Regions from separate parts of the Arachis hypogaea genome. Here region 1 is linked to region 2. Evidence: chromatin contacts called from public Hi-C data. All regions are on one chromosome and are shown on one strand. The core of a region is the stretch at or near the end of the contact, and the rest is flanking DNA. Distances in the headings are between cores, read along the strand shown.

The links. Hi-C and Micro-C count contacts between places; a contact is called where the count stands out from the background.
Region 1: a contact with region 2 is called in a Hi-C map of leaf, with 3 times the contacts expected there. The contact joins the enhancer-like site here to the promoter of LOC112797780 in region 2. A contact is called at or near these places in 5 of 8 Hi-C or Micro-C datasets (leaf and an unstated tissue).

What each region holds. Positions count from the first base shown.
Region 1 is chr4:123,078,167-123,081,468 of arahy.Tifrunner.gnm2.J5K5, forward strand. No RefSeq gene overlaps it. Among protein-coding and RNA genes, the nearest start is that of LOC112795376, 13 kb to the right of the region's middle. Within about 2 kb of position 1,660, at least 1 of the 3 cell types and tissues checked has open chromatin away from gene starts, as enhancers often do.
Region 2 is chr4:123,024,278-123,027,592 of arahy.Tifrunner.gnm2.J5K5, forward strand. LOC112797780 (myb-related protein 306) reads left to right here and starts at 1,662. Exons shown (of 3, transcript XM_025840869.3): 1 at 1,662-2,482; 2 at 2,619-2,748; 3 at 2,838-3,315. The coding sequence starts at 2,350.

The DNA.
Region 1 (3,302 bases), core at 410-2,909, 54 kb after region 2:
TTTTCATAAAGGACTAATATGCATACATTGGACTAGGATGCTTGATGGCTTCTCGAACATAGCTTGTGTTGCTTGTGGTTGCCACCAAATTAAATTAAATCTATAATTGGATATTGTGTTGATCTTTTCTTCACATATCACTACAATAAAAATTATTTTTAACAACAACTTTTTAGTGAAAATAATATAATAATATATTTTAGTTAACTTATATTTTTACCGTAATTATAAATTTATCGTTATTACGGTATATTTTAGTTTAATAGTATTTGACTACTTGTATATTTTTATCGTCACAAAAATTTTTTTTATTAACTATTATATAATTATCACTAAAATTTTTAACAACAAAATATAAGACAGCTAATATTTAATTATCAATAAATTAAATTTATTAATAATTATTTTTATTATTATTAAAAATAAAATAAATAACCACTAAAAATAATTTTTTTAATAATATATCCAAATCACCTAAGGCTATGTCATGACTGACATGCTCCTACGCAAGAACTTTTTTGATGGATTTTACCGAGTCTTTTGCACCGACTTTCTTTTTCTTTTTATATTTTTGCGTGATTCTTTTAGCGTAAGGTTTTTTCCTCTTCATGCTTAAATTTTTTATTTCTTTTTAAGAATAAATGTTATTCCAATTTATTTTCTCATATTCTTATTCTTTATTCTATCTAAACATTCTTATTTCTATGCCACATTAAGTTTCTGTTTATACTTATTTTATGTCGCTTAACATTCCATTTTATATAACACAATTGGTTTAATAATAGTGCCGTAAAATTTACTTTTAAATTTTAAATATATTTTTTTACTCACATATGCACCAAATAACCAAACTAGCCATATCAAACTTTTTTCTTATAAGGTAATCGATGGTTATTTAATTTGGAGATGTGTTTTATAATTCATGAATATGGTGTAATGAGATCCATGTGATTAAGTTGGTCAATCATCCTATCAGATCATTAAACATAGTCATCACTCATCGCTAGAATCAGTGACATAGCACAATATATATAAGGCTTAGTTATAATACTGTCATCCTTGTGTAAAAGGCGGACAACTTTGACAACTTGTTATTTTAAACTTACTCTAACCCTTTTTTTTTTATCGGATAATTAATAAGTATTTCAATTTTAAATGATAGAACCATAATATTCAGTAGTATTTTTTTCGAATATAGTCTAAAGGGTAAGGGAATTTTTTTTTTTAATTAGGAGAGTAGATTGAACCGTCCCAATTCTAGAGATAACCACTAGATTAAGAAGTTGTGTAGTTGTATGTAATGCATATTAAATCTTTTTTTTTATGTCTATGGTCTTTAACCCGACAGGTTAATGACTAATCTGTCGTGAATCTGAACTCTATTTAAAGACTGGACAGGTCAATGACTAATCTGTCGTGGATCTAAACTCCATTTAAGGATCTGCCACTGGTAAATGGATTATTACATGTACAAGAAAGAATTCGAATTTTCAACACTTGCTTAAACGAATGAATAAACTGACCACTCGACCTAGCAAAGATGGTTTAATGCAAATTAAGTCTTAAACTTTTTTTATTTTTTTGGTCAGGGGTCTAAACAGCTAATTTTTAACATTTTGAACTTGTTATCTTTTTGGGTAGTTACTTTTCAATGAAGTGCGGGCCCAACCCAAAATTAAGATAAATGTTTGGGTGGGTGAAAATAGCCCCACTAGTGCTTCATCAATGTACAATAATTTAGAAGTTTCAAAAAAAAGGTATAAATTAAAATTCAAATTGACAAATTGTTGGGCTATTCCAAGTAATTTAATTAGAAAACCAAAAGATGAAAAAGCTCTTAATTTCTCAAACATGTGGATGGATCCTACATATATAATTACATCTATATGCAAACAAAAATCATGTTGAATTTGTGGTACAGCTTTGGCAAAGATTGCCAATATAATGATGCTTACATATTAGGTTAATCACTATAAACAGACAATTCATATTGCATCGAATCAATGCACCCCACAAATTAATCCTGTATATACAATTATTGTTATTTGCTAAGTAAGATTATAATGGGCCATGCATGATATGTGTGATGATGAGGATATTATAATCAAATTATATATATTGTTATTTGTCAATAAGTATAATTAATCATTATTTAGGTGAAAATTAGAGAGTTATAATTTTACCAAATCAAACGCTCACTTATAAAGGCTTTTCTCATGTATTTTGGGGAATCTTTTTGGTTTGATTATCAAGGTTGAAACATGAAATAAGTGACACAGACATATGTGATTAAATTATTATTTGAATGCATTTGGATAAGATTTAGCACTCACTAGGTGAATAGAATTATATATATATGTTGGTTCAATCAAATTGTTATTAGACTTGATTGATTTTAACTGGTGTAAACTGAATCTAGCCGAAGAGTAAATTATATATGTTGAGTGGTAGTTACAATCAAATCACATCTAGTGATGAGGACATAGAAAGTGAATTATGCTTTAAATTTGTGTCAAGACTAATTCATTACTTTATTTATATATAAATACTTTCACATAAACATCCATAATAAATTGCGAAATTTTAAGTGATTAATAAATTTTTATATTTTTTCTCTTATATTTAAATTGATATTAACTATTTTTATTAAAAATACTAAATGTGTTACGCATAGCGGCATAGCATTATCCTAATAAATTTATTCGAAGAAGTGATATATATTATGACACAAACATATTCGACTTTAATTTACATTTGATAAATTAAACGACTTCATGCTAGCTATTTAAATTGATAGTTGATTGCAAACTTTGGTTTAAACAGAAGTGAAACATTTTATTTATTTGTGTAGTTAAAGTTAAAAACGCTTTTCGATATTTAAACATTTTTAGATACAAGTGTCCAAACAATTTATCTATAACCCACTTTTAGTAGAAAAGTTAAAATCATATTTGAGTATTGAGCATTTTACCGGGTATAAATTATTCTATATTCATAACTCACCCGCCCTAACCTAAAACTCTACCAACTACTTAAAGAAAATGAATATTTATCATTCTAATCAATCATATATTAACCTTAATCAATAATAATTGGTTTATCTTCCATTGGAAATGACTTCCACAATACTCAACATGTGAGTAGATTATAAGTGGTGTGTTTTACCTTCCAAAACCCAGTTAATTATTAAAACGTGTGACAAAAAAGGTGTGGCGTGAGATAGTAATTGCATACAAAAAGTGGTTAAGAACTAATGTAGAGTTTAATTTGACATCCATAGTTAATTACAATTAGGAGAACAC
Region 2 (3,315 bases), core at 412-2,911:
AAAATATAGATAAAAAGATAAATGGTAAAAATTTAAAACTAAATGAAAAACTAAAAAAATATGTAATAATAATAATATTTTTTATTTTAATTATATTATTTTATTAATTTTATTTTTTGTAGAACAGAAATATAGAAAAAATAGAGAATGAGAGAAAAGAGAGAGAAAGATAAAGATGAAGAATGATAATGAGAATTTGTTAATTTTAGAAGAAAAAATTTATTTTAATTGGAATAAAAAATATCAAATGACATATTTTGATTTGTCAAATTATTAATATAAAATATAAATTAATATAGAGTGAAAATGATAGAGAGAAATAGAAAAATAGAGAGAGGTAGATGAGAGAATTTAGGAAGGGAGTTTATTAATTTTAGAGGAAAATATTTTCTCTCAATTTTAATAAGAGAGTGTCATGTGACATATTTGGTTATTAAATTAGATAGTAGTATATGATATATAATATAGGTATATTTCAATTTTAATTTCAATGTTTCAATTTTAATGCAATTAAAGAATATCATGTTGTACATTTTGATTGTCAAATTTGTAATTAGTCATTAATAATGATATATAAAAGAGATAAAGTGATTGAAGGAATGAGAGAGATAAAGAAAGAAGAGTGAGGAGGGGAGAACTTTTTAATTTTGGAGAGAATGATTTGATTTCAATTACAACGAGGGAGTGACATGTGGCACATTTTAGTTGTAAAATTAGTAAGGAGGAGGGAATGATTCTTTAATTTGGAGGGAAATATTCGATTTCAATTATAATAAGAGAGTGACATGTGATATATTTTGGTTGTAAAATTAGTAAGAATAAGGAAAGATTCATTAATGTTGGAGGAAAAAATTTGATTTCAATTGTAATAAAAAAATAACATGTGAAGCATTTTAATTATAATTTGACATATTAATTTATATTATCACGTTGAATAAAATAAAATGATATTATTTTATATTAGTGTTCAATCTTTAACAATATATTCTCATTTTATGACCATTACTAGTAAAAAAAATATAAAAGATGTTATTTTTGTTAAAGATTAAATGCTAATATAAAATAATACCATTATATTTTATCCAACATAATAAATTAATGTGCCATATCAATAGATCATTAACGAAAACAAATTTAAAAACTAACACAAACTATTATTATAAAATTAAAACTTCAATTTGAGTGAATTGAAATTTTAGACATAAATTTAAATCTAACTTCAAATTTTAGAAATCAAATTAAACATAAACTCCTTAATATTCTTAACAACTCATAACAAGTGGCTAAACAAATTCTTATATAAATAAATAAATGCTCCTACAAATACATACCCATTAAATCTAGCCAAAAACATGTTGTAATTTGCAAAACCCTAAAAGTTAATGGGTAATAAGGTTGGTTATAAGCAGATCCTACGTGATGATCTATTCCCTATAATGGAAGAGGTGATTAGGCTTTGCAAAAGTCAGCTTTATCCTCATTGAAGCAATTAATGGCATGCCGGGGATTAGAGACATTTAAAGGCTGAGATACATATGGCTTTCCCAGTGCAACCCACATTCAATGCAACGCGCTTTTCATTACTATTACTCTTACCACTATTATTATTCTTATTATTTACTTATTACTATTACTATCACACACACACAGCTGAATAATTTGCTGCCCTTCACTTAATGCCCTTGCTGTCAACTTTTGACCTTGGAGCACCTTCCTCTCTTCTTTACTTCTTTAAGTCAACATCCTCACACACCTCAACACTCAATTTTTTATCATATATTAATATTAATTCTTCTTCTAGAAGCATTCTAATTTTTATTAACATTTTCTATTTTAAAATATTTATAATCGTTAAATCACATCCGTTTTTTAAATAATTATTCATATAATTAGTACAAAAAATAATTAATTTTACGTATTTGTTTATACATTTAAAGTTACTTTATATTAAAAGTATATTAATTTTTTTTTAAAAATAAATTAAATATATAATAAAATAATGTAAGGGATATCGGTTACACCACCTCCAAAGTCATACCCCCAACATTTTAACCCCCTTTGTGTTTTTGCTATATATGTACACCAAGCACTCCTTAGCCTTGGACACTTGCCTTAGCTTACACCAAGAAAAAGAGGTTATATATTATATATTATATACCATAGAGAAGTAGCACATAGATAGATAGATAGATCATCACAAAGTAGCAAGTGATAGGGAGAGGAAAACGACCGAGATATCTACATACATAATTATAATTAGAATAATTGGTTGTTGTTATATTGAGGAGGGGGTGCACTCACATAAGCTAAGAATTGAAGAAGAAAGAAGGGAAAAGAAAACAAGGAGACATGGGAAGACCACCATGTTGTGATAAAGAAGGTGTGAAGAAAGGTCCGTGGACTCCTGAAGAAGATATCATTTTGGTCTCTTATATCCAAGAACATGGTCCTGGCAATTGGAGGGCTGTTCCTACCAACACAGGTATTTATTATTTTTTTAATATTAATTATGTTCATATATACATATCTAGCACTATGATCTCAAAAAGCTTCATTTTTGTTGGCTCTTATTAGTGGGCTTTAATTAATTAGTTTCCACTTTAATTAAATTTTTCCAGGGTTATCAAGATGTAGCAAGAGTTGTAGACTTAGATGGACTAATTACTTGAGGCCTGGAATCAAAAGGGGTAACTTCACTGAACAAGAAGAAAAGATGATTATCCATCTTCAAGATCTCTTAGGAAACAGGTAATTAATTAATTAGTTATTAATATTTATTATTATTTTTTGGATATATTTTCACATGGCTAATTAATTAATTGAATTTATGGATGCAGATGGGCTGCAATTGCTTCATACCTACCACAAAGGACGGATAATGATATAAAGAATTATTGGAACACGCATCTGAAGAAGAAGCTCAAGAAGTTGCAAGCTCCGAGTTCTGGAGTTTGCAACTTCGGCGAAACCGGAACTGGAACCGAAATTGGACCCGGAGCGAATTATTCCGGTTCGATTCCGGTTCGAGGCCAGTGGGAGCGAAGGCTCCAAACCGATATCCACATGGCGAAAAGAGCCCTCAGTGAAGCCCTTTCACCGGAGAATAATAATAATAACAATAATAATAATTTTTCTTCTTCAACTTCAACAAAAGCGATTGCACAATCATCATCTTTGTGCTATGCTTCAAGTGCTGAGAACATAGCACGTTTGTTGAAGGGTTGGATGAAGAATCCAGCAACAAATAACAAGTGTTCAAGAACAAACTCTTCATCTTTGACTACTCAAAACAACAATTTCTTTGTTGTTAATGGT